Regions from separate parts of the Mus musculus genome. Here region 2 is linked to region 1. The links are chromatin contacts, called in public promoter capture Hi-C maps. All regions are on one chromosome and are shown on one strand. The core of a region is the stretch at or near the end of the contact, and the rest is flanking DNA. Distances in the headings are between cores, read along the strand shown.

Region 1 (5,219 bases), core at 1,333-3,832:
TTATTGGATACATATGCAGGAGCATTATCAGCCTTAATTTGTGCATAATGCCCTATTAAAACCCTCCTTTAGGCAAAGCTTAGTCAAGTTTAGTTTCTAGAATTCACCAGCAGGAGTCTTTAAAACAGTGAAATGAATTATCTATCCTGTCTATCCTGTATGAAAGACACACAATCCAGGCATTTTATTTACAAGCTATAAATCTAGATTGGGCAGATTTGGGAGCTTTTCAAACTTATATCCTGCCCGTATGACTCTTGTTACTTGCAGTTTTCTTCTAGCCAGATGCTCATGGTCCATGTCCTGTCATGGTGGCTTCCTCCTCTCTTGGTTTCCTTTCTTCTCTCCCAGTCTCTCTACCTGTGATCCCCAGCCAGGTAACTGAAAACCCACCTATTTTATCAACTATCCAATCAAGAGCTTTAGCCTTTTACTGACCAATTAACTTAGGGAACAAGGTTACATAGCATCACTTGGTATACAGGAGGATTTGTTCACTGGGGTAACCAAATCTCAGGAGCCAGTATTCAGCATTTGAATACATAACAGCACCAGATTAGCCATAACATAGAAGTGTGTCTGCCATTTCCTTGTCCTTAAATTACACCTTTCTTCCCTTCCTCACCCTTTCCCAGACTGAAGCCCAAACTCAGTGCTGTGCCCAATTCCTTTGCCCAAAGTTAGCTTCCATTTAATCAGGCACTAAAATTCAACATCCCAAGAGCCACCCTGGAGAGGGTCAAGAATCAGCGATTTTGGGAGACGTGCGCTCTCATTGTCTCGGATGTGCAGCTGGATGGAAGCATGGCAGAGCCAGGTGATACATGAGCCCCACTAACCTGATGGACGCCTCCAATCAGATGTGCAAATTAGCTCCCCTACCTCTGCCTAAACTTTGCATGCTTCTCATCCAGAGTGTGCCAAACAAAAGCAGAATTGTCACCATTGTGGGAATGCATCTGAGCAGTTCTGAGCTCTAAAAGAATAGCCATAAAGGAGGTAGAAGTGACTGTGCCATCTTGGAGTATTAGAGGGACAGCCCGGGCTCCCTATGCACTCTGCCATTGGTTTCCCTCCTGCTGAAGGTCAGTAATGCAAGGGCAATTTGTTTCTTTGTAAAGTCTAGAGCTATACAAGCCTGTATAATCTTGCTCACCAAGTGTTTTGTTTGTTTGGTTGGTTGGTTGGTTGGTTGGTTGGTTGGTTGATTTGGTTTGGTTTGGTGATTTGAAGTAGCTATCCTCAAGAGGGCTGCGTGCGCATAGTCCCTCCCCACCAAGGGGCATAATACTGAAGTCAAGGCGAAAACATGTTTTAAATCTGTTGGTCACTTTTTTGGTTTTGTTTTGTTTTGTTTTGTTTTGTTTTGTTTTTTTAAGACAGGGTTTCTCTGTATAGCCCTGGCTGTCCTGGAACTCACTTTGTAGACCAGGCTAGCCTCGAACTCAGAAATCCATGTGTCTCTGCCTCCCAAGTGCTGTGATTAAAGGTGTGCGCCACTGCCTGCTGGTCATTTTTGAAGGGGTCAAACTTGCTCTCTATTTCTTCTGACAGAAGGGAAGCATACCTCAGCACATCACCTTTTTCTTTTGCAAATGAATGCCAGCTGGAGAGTCAAGTCAAGCAGGAAGCATCCTCTCTCAGGCTCCTGCTCCATTCATGGGGCACTGAGTGCAAGCCAGTGAGGCAGTTAGAAGCAGTTTTACATCTGATGTCATATGGCAGATGCTTCAAGACTTTTCCTCTACTAGAAAACGTCTCCCTGCTCCCGTTTTTATTTGTGTTCCATTGTTTCATGTTTATTTCTACTGAGCATGTAGAACTTGGGTTTTAAGACTTTGCAAATCTTGGCGTGATTACAATCAGAAGAATTTGGCCATTTGGCCAATAGCAGCCCCCAACTCTGATGAAGTGACTCTTTTCTGTTATTTCATTTCCCTCGTGTGTGTGTGTGTGTGTGTGTGTGTGTGTGTGTGTGTCGTGTCGTGTCCTTTCCTCCTACCCACCCCCTCAAAATATTTCAAAGAGTCCCCCAATAAAGGGTGACAAACTTGCATGTGCTTCCCTTATGACTAAACTTCTGGGCCTCTGGCCAATCCCTGCCCAGCTCATATGGCTCCAAACTTTAAGCATCCCGATCAAGAGCTCCACATTTGTAGCTCTGGTTGGAACTGTGAGGGCGGAGGGTGCTAGGAAGTAGCGGTGTCAGGGGGAAGGTGAAGCAACCACCCAGAGGAAGAGGGTGTTTCCTTCTCACGAGCTGTAGCTGGCTCGGGGTCTTGGCCTCCGGGCTCCACCCAGTCCCTCCCTGTGCTCAGGGAAAAGCCAGTCCACTCACTCACACACACACACACACACACACACACACACACACACACACACACACACAGAGGCATACTCAGGCCGGGCGCCACGCCCTAAGGAGAGCTGCCTTGGGGCCCATCACCAAGGCAACCGCGGAGCTCCTTCTATTTCCCCACCCAGCTGATTCCCCCCACCCCACCCCCTCCTCCCAGTGCAGCCAACCGGTTTTGCGTCCCTGGAGCGCACTATAAAACCTGCACGGGTGGCGCTCGCCGCTCAGCCAGACCTGGGTGAAGGGGCAGTCCCATCTCCAGCCTGTAACAGCCCTAGCAGGCAGAACATGAGCCTCTTCCTGCGAAAGCGATGCCTCTGCCTAGGCTTCCTGCTCTTCCATCTCTTAAGTCAAGTAAGTGGCGCACGCTTAAGATGCCCCCGATTACTTGGACCTCCTGGACTGCCTCTGGTCCGTCCCGGGCTCACCCTGCCTTGGTTCGCCCCTGATAACCTGAGTTCGTTTTCTTGTCTCGTCGATCTTCCTAGGTCTCTGCATCTCTGCGCTGCCCTTCTCGGTGCCCACCCAAGTGCCCCAGTATATCACCGACCTGCGCCCCCGGGGTGCGCTCGGTGCTGGACGGCTGCTCCTGCTGTCCGGTGTGCGCCCGCCAGCGCGGGGAGAGTTGTTCTGAGATGAGACCCTGTGACCAGAGCAGTGGTCTCTACTGTGACCGCAGCGCAGACCCCAACAACCAGACTGGCATTTGCATGGGTAATCCTACCTCCATTCCCACCCTGCTGTCCCCTTCTTGGCCTGACCTCTCCTCTGGCAGCTAGGTGAAACTTGGCCCTCTTTTTTTACTTTCCCAGAGAACTAAGCAAAAACATTTGTAGCAATAGTGCAGTACAGTAATTGACATGTGTGGAGAGCTTTCAATGTACCGGGTATCAGGCTGAGAGGAAACATGCACCGTGCAGGTAGGTCACTTGCCGCCTAGAGAAGGGATGAAAACAGAGTTAAGGGCCAGAGTTTGGCCAGCTCCAGGGGAACACTTGGGGTGATGGAAGTATGAGCTTACCCCCAGGTCTATAGTCCCCCTCTGCCTCCACCCCCCACCCGCAGCAGCCCAGAGAGTTTGCTTTCACACCTGTAATTGTCCTAATTGGAGCCAAAGCAACTCCTTCTCCTGGGAGGACTATGACACTCCAATCTGAGCTACAGTAAAATAAAATGCAGGCAACTCACCAACCGAGACTTATGGGAAGTAATCAATGGGAGATCAATTTCCCATCAGGTACTGTAATTAGGGTCATACCTACCACCCTTGGTAAGAGTCTGAAGCGCTCTCTGTCTCTCTCTCTCTCTCTGTCTCTCTCTCTGTCTCTCTCTCTCTCTGTCTCTCTCTCTGTCTCTCTCTCTCTCTCTGTCTCTCTCTGTCTCTCTCTGTCTCTCTCTCTGTCTCTCTCTGTCTCTCTCTCTCTCTCTCTGTCTCTCTCTCTCTGTCTCTCTCTCTCTGTCTCTCTCTCTCTCTCTCTCTCTCTCTCTCTCTCTCTCTCTCTCTCTCTCCCTCCCTCCCTTTCAGCTAGTGGTGACATACTGTGCTTCAATATCAAGAAAACTTAATGCCTTTCCCAATCTGACCAGTGAACCTATTTGGTTGTAAATCCTAAACTACTACAGAAGATGACTCTTTGGAGACCATCTCTTCTTTAGAGAATAGGGTCTCTGGAGCATGACTTCAGCATCTATTCTGGTCTTTGTTCTGTGTTTCTGTCTTAGAAATGAAATCATTTCGGGGTAGGTACTTTTGAAAGGAAGTAGAGATGTGTCAGAAGCCATCAATTAACCAGAATATGTGTATTGCCATGTGCAGAGTCTGCAGTATTTACAGTCCTCTTTGCTCACTCATGAGAACTAGGTGAAGAAAGGAGGACCAGGTGGGATTGGTGCCTTCTCCTCCTTCTGGAAGCAACCGCAAGGACTTATCTCTCTTTAAGACATATACTAAGCCAGTCATCTGCACTAGAAAATGAAGAACTTCTGACCATGTCCTACCATTTTACACAGCTTCCAGTTGAATTACACGTTTCTCTCTTTCTCTCCTCTTCCCTTTGCCTTCCTGCCTGAATATTCTAGTTCCAGAGGGAGACAACTGTGTGTTCGATGGGGTCATTTACCGCAACGGAGAGAAGTTTGAGCCGAACTGTCAGTACTTCTGCACCTGCAGAGATGGGCAGATTGGCTGTCTGCCCCGCTGCCAGCTAGACGTGCTACTGCCGGGTCCTGACTGCCCAGCTCCGAGAAAAGTCGCAGTGCCAGGGGAGTGCTGCGAAAAGTGGACCTGTGGCTCAGACGAGCAGGGGACGCAGGGGACGCTGGGAGGCTTGGCCCTTCCAGGTGAGAAACCCAGCAGACGTGGGACAGTTAAGGGGAAATCTAGTCACAATGCAGGTGTGACTCTGGGATTTAAGATGAGGCGCTGCTTTCCATCCCATTGTGAACTACAGATCGCCCAAACAAGATCAAACGCATCATTTATTTAACTCTGAGCTAGATTACTGAAATATGCGCACAGCCTCTGTTTTAAAGGGGCCCAATAGAGACAGCCACAGTGTTTCATTTTTGCCTTCTGAGAGAGAGAGAGAGAGAGAGAGGAAGGAAGGAAGGAAGGAAGGAAGGAAGGAAGGAAGGAGGAAGGAAAGAAAGAAAGAAAAAAAGAAAGAGAGAGAGAGAGAGAGAGAGAGAGAGGAAGAAAGAAAGAAAGAAAGAAGGAAAGAAAGAAAGAAAGAAAGAGAGAAAGAAAGAAAGAAAGAAAGAAAGAAAGAAAGAAAGAAAGAAAGAAAGAAGAAATCTCTTTTCTGTGATAGTTTTTTGTTGTTGTTCTTAATTTGGCTGGCTCTGCTTGCTCATCAGAATTAAA
Region 2 (5,219 bases), core at 2,035-4,534, 270 kb after region 1:
TCTTTCAAAACTTTTTGTACTTTAGGGTAAAAAGAAATATAAGACTCTTTGCTCATAAATGACGGTGTTCAGTTTCAATGGCTAACACAAAAAGCAGTCGAGGGATTGAGTCCTACACAACAGCCTCTCCAGCAATTCCAAGTGGCGGTATTCAGCACTTCATGGAACCGCTGGGTCCCACAGATCTGGCAGTTGTTTCTGTTGAAAAGGTCCTTCTGCCTCTGACATCCATCAAAGGCTTTCAAGCATACCTGACTTTGTGGGTCCACAGGAGACCAGCATCTGAATGGGCCTGCAGTGGACAGGAAGGCTTTTATAAAAGTCATCCTCTGTTTTCAGGAAGAATGGGGGGGACTGGGGTGGGGGGAACATTCATCCAGAGCCAATACACTCATTCCTATATAAACCTCAGGCATACAAATAGACATCCTCTGCAGTCTCTCCACACTCCCTGCTTGTGTCTCCACAGAGGACCAGGCTTCAGTCTGAGAGTGAGGGGGAGCGCACAGACCTGCCGCTGGCAGGGCTGGAGAAGGCGAAGGGCTCCCTGTCCTTGTCCTTGCTGTCGTGCTTGTGCTTGTGCTTGTGTTTGTGCTTGTGCTTCTTCTTCTTCTTCTTGTGCTCATGGTGATGGTGGTGATGGTGCTCGCTGTGTCGCGATGACAGAGCCTCCTTAGCAAACATGGAGAGCGGGGCTGCCACCATGGAATGCACACCCATCTCCAAAGGCTGCTCTTTACCTTCGGGATAAAAACACGGAATGAGTTTCTGTCGATGGTAAGGAAGGACAGCTTTCCTCAGAGGAAGCTGATGACAGACTCATGGGTACACAGCAGCTAACAACAGCACTGCCAGCATTGGACAGAAGTCAACTATTTTAGGTCCATCTGGCCTATAAAAAATTGTAATGTGCTAATGTATTAGCAAACCAGCCTTTGAATGTTAATATTTTGTAAGTAATATGATTTAACAATCACTTACTTTGTGCTATATACTAAAATCTATACTGGCCAATGAAAATAGAACTCCTTCAAATACTTCTCTGCCCTGAGAAGAGGGCAGTCTTTATTGGGTCACTTAGAAAAGTATTCAGACACAAATATACTATGTTAGTTATTGATAAAGGTATCTTAGTGAAAATTAAATGTTTCTTTAGTTCCTTAGATGGTTTCTAGGAATAAATAGGTAGAGGTAAACTCTTCTGGAAGACTCAGAGCACACAGTAAAGACCCAGGAAGTGCAGAGGCTGTGAGCGCAAATGTTCCTAAAGACAACAGTAACATCAGTAGAAAAGACAGAAACTGAAACTTGGGAGCCTGTGTTCTCGATCACACTGTCTGGTTAGCCTCTAATATGTACTGTATTATGACTAAAAACTGACTCAATGTCCCAAAGGCATCCTTCAGTTCTAATAACCTGTTGACCAAGGAACTGTAACAGAACGTGCTATTATATGATCTTAATTTCCATCTTAAATGCCTTAAATATGTTCCTCAAGCTAGAAGTATAGAAAACCAGACTCATATCTCACAAAACCTAGCCAGGTAACAGGAAAAAGAAACAATGCTAAAGACAAATGAGCAACTGAGCTCCCAGCTCATGGCCGGTCATGCAGCATCCACTGTTTAGCAACTGCCTACACTAACTAGCTGACTATCTGCACTTGTCAGAGTCTCAGTCCTGAGCTGCACAGGTCTCATCATCAGTCCTAAACACTGGCCGAGGTGCTAGGATTTCAGAAAAGTGAATGCTTATCCTGGAAGTTGTGCTTCTGAGCAGAGGCAAAGACCAAATGGCTGACTCTTTCCCAGAATACCTACAACCACTTTGAAGATGAATTCATCCTTACCTGCAGGCCCCATTGCTCAGAATAGGATACCCTGCCTACACATCTTAAATTTTGCTTGACTTTTATGAGAACACAGGAAGTTAAGTAGCTTTAAGAACCTGGGTAGCAGAATCAATGGTTCCTGTGACAAAGCACTGAGTCCAGTTTGAGTCAGAATATTTATAGGATGAGCCTGAAGCATTCGATACAACAACAAGGAACTCAGTCTTGCCTAACTGACTCAGGAGGCAGCCTTTAAAGATGTTCAAAGATACAACAATTCCAATACTAATCCTGGATAATAAATACTCTGAACTGATCACCATTAAAATATGTGGTCAATAAACTCATTGTTTTTAAAAATTATTAAATACAGAGAGAATTAGGCATTTATCTAGACTTTCCTATATGGCTCATACCAATGAGTAATAGTAAAAGGGAATTTAGCTTTAGAGAAACAATACATCCTATAAATAAAAATGGAAAGATTAATTAGAATAACATTACTTTGTAATCCACAATGAGTTAATGCATCTAGATCCTGACTAACCACAATAGTTAACCTTGCAAAAAGAGTCAACTGGCTACTGGTACTTCCAAATGAAGATACACAGTACCAGCACACCTGCCTCCAATTACGTGTCTAGACGGGACTGTAATACACAAAAGTCACAAGGAACTCAATTGTGTTAACAACTAATAACTACAGATAAAAATGTGACGAACATATATGGCAAAGGGGAGGGAGAGAAGCTATAGACGGGAGTATAAATTTAAAAGGTAACCATCAAAAGGACTGCTGTGGGCTTCCTGTGGGCACTGATGTCACAAATACACTCTCATGGGCAGAGGACCGAGGAGGATGGGCTCGGCTCGTCAAAACCCCTTTAGTGATTTGAAACACCTTCTCTATTTCAGAGATCGAGACACACATAATTCAAAATCCTGTAAGATGTTCATTTGTGTTATGCAAAAGATATTCCCAATTGTTCTGCCCAATGTAAAATCATGTTAAACAAACAAGCTGTAGTCAATATAACAGATCTGAAACAAACAAATGTACTTAATAAAAGCCTAACTTGCAAGCTCAACAGTCCATCTAATAAGAACATGTAAGAAACACTGAACAATCTGTTAATTTTATTGACTTCATTTATATTAGGTATACGTTCATATTCAATACAAAGTCTATAGTTTGTTAGAAAAGACATGAATTCTGCTCTTTGGTTCTTTAGATTAAATAGAAAAATAAGATGTTGAAATACATCATTGTAATCTAAAGATTAAAAAAAAAAAAAGTCTGTTTTTCATCTTGAGTTCCAAAAAAAGATCTCTAGGGAAAGCATACAAGCTTTGAAAAACAAATTGTTTTAATTTCAAAGTAAGATTTCAAGAACTAGAGTTGTATTTTCTGAATTATGCAAGAAGGCATTACATAACCCAGCAGCCTGAGCAAGGCAGCTGCAAGACTCCCCTCTTCCCCCCAGAAATCACTAGGGAGTTTCATCTGCTCCACCATCACCCCCTAGCCCTCTGTTTCTCATTCTTGCCATCACTAAATAAACCCAGGAGACAGTCCTGATGCCTGCAACCTTGCAGTGGAAGAAAGGGGGCTCAGTGCTGGGAGGGAGATCTATGATGCTCAAACCTGTCTCTCTCAGAACCACTGGGCCCTTCCTGCCTATTCTCTTCCTTCCTTCGGGACAGGGGCAGGGAAAGGGAGTGGGTGAAGGGACCATTTTCACACCTCTCCTTGGTTATCCCACAGCCTGCCCTACCACCTGCACAAAATCATACGCATTTAACACATCTTTTTTACCCTCATACACAAGAAGAGGGAGAATGCAGGGGGTGGGGGGGCCCGCTGCAGGCCTCGGGGTGTGTGTGTGTGTGTGTGTGTGTACCTGGAGCTGTGTGTGTTTCAAATGTGCACGTGTGTGTGTGTGGTGTGTGTGTGTGTGTGTAGGAGGCGTTAAAAGTACATCATCACTGTCCTCTACTAACAAAATAAGCCTCTCTCCTTCAGCTCCCTTAGAGCGGCATCGTTTGTTTCTATCTCTCCTAGATGAGGTTTGTAACACATTTCTGTTCTTGAATATCATCTGGGTCCTTGGCTCTAAGTCATTAAGACATATGAGATGTCGCTTCACTTTGTGAGCAGAGGAAGCAAGGGACCCACACTCAACAGCTCGGAACCCGAGGAAACAGCACACGAGTAGAGCAACCCTGCTGAAGGAGTTTCACTTAAGCACTTCGAAAAGAGCTGCAAGTCTACTAGATTTTATATGCCATCTCTCCGTTTGGAGTCAACTAGAGCAAACATTTCCATACGTTTTAGCGAGCATGAATGAAAGAGACCTCAGCTGGACATGTCCCCCCAAAGCCCACGTGTGCTCCTTCCTCTCGAGTTTGCAAATGGAAGGGAGGCCACAGCTTCCCTTACCACTCTTCTCTTTCTCTCAGGACCCTAACTCAGCCACAGACCAATCTCACTCCCACACATGGCCACCTCTAACTTACTTGATCCCAAAAGGTGATTTGTGAGTGATGCTCCTACAGGAATACTGTCACACCAGTTAGGAGTGAAACTTTACTCCCTGGGCCCAGCAGAATGGCTCAGCAGTTGATGATGCTTACCACCAAGGCTGAAACTGCCCTCTCCATGTGCACTGTGACATACGTGCACACACATTCATGCAAATAAATAAAAGTCCAAATGAGAAAGGAAGGTACTTCTATTGCTTATTTGTAGTCTATCAAAGAGCTTTTCTTATGTTTCACACAGTTACCTTTTTTCCAGTGTATCAATGTGTTAGGGAAAAGCTATATTTGAAATTCAAAATGCACACACACGTGCGCGCACACGCACACACGCACACACACACACGAAGGAGTAAGGAGGGAAAGGGCAAAAAGAGAGGTGAGAGAAGTGAGGAAGGAGAAAATGGGAGAAGGAGCCAAAGAATTAATCCCCCAAGCCCTTCACTCATGGAAATACAAGGCCAAGTCCCAGCTGGATTCCTTCTGAAACATATTGTGTGAATCTACTACAATAAAGGTACACACACACCTCACAAAAAGCTTTTGGCAGACAATGATCTGTGTTCTTAACACTGAAGTATTCTGAGCTGTTGCTTTTGGCTGAAGTCTACTTATTAATCACAGTTGGTCCCTGAGCTCCTTCCTCACATGGATAAGCATTACTCTTCTGTATCAAAGCAAGATCCAGCCACGGAGGCATAAGCCCATAGCCATAGCTGCTCAAGGGTTACTGATGACTTTGGAAACCCCAGTCTTCACAAGTGACATCACTATGTGGCTTTCTCTCGTAATTCTTTCCTTAAACGCCTGGAAACCGTCATCTTGGTTTCCTGGTAGCTCATAGCATCTG

Evidence for each region. Promoter capture Hi-C pulls out the DNA fragments that hold promoters and counts their contacts.
Region 2: a contact with region 1 is called in a promoter capture Hi-C map of cranial neural crest. The contact joins the enhancer-like site here to the promoter of Ccn3 in region 1. A contact is called at or near these places in 3 of 39 promoter capture datasets (the 3T3-L1 cell line, cranial neural crest and embryonic stem cells).

What each region holds. Positions count from the first base shown.
Region 1 is chr15:54,743,328-54,748,546 of GRCm38.p6, forward strand. Ccn3 (cellular communication network factor 3) reads left to right here and starts at 2,583. Exons shown (of 5, transcript NM_010930.5): 1 at 2,583-2,710; 2 at 2,845-3,070; 3 at 4,436-4,696. The coding sequence starts at 2,645.
Region 2 is chr15:55,015,862-55,021,080 of GRCm38.p6, forward strand. It overlaps Taf2 (TATA-box binding protein associated factor 2), which reads right to left. Exons shown (of 26, transcript NM_001081288.1): 26 at 1-740. The coding sequence ends at 481. Among named protein-coding and RNA genes, the nearest start is that of Gm2491, 32 kb to the left of the region's middle. Within about 2 kb of position 3,285, at least 19 of the 459 cell types and tissues checked have an H3K27ac peak or open chromatin away from gene starts, as enhancers often do.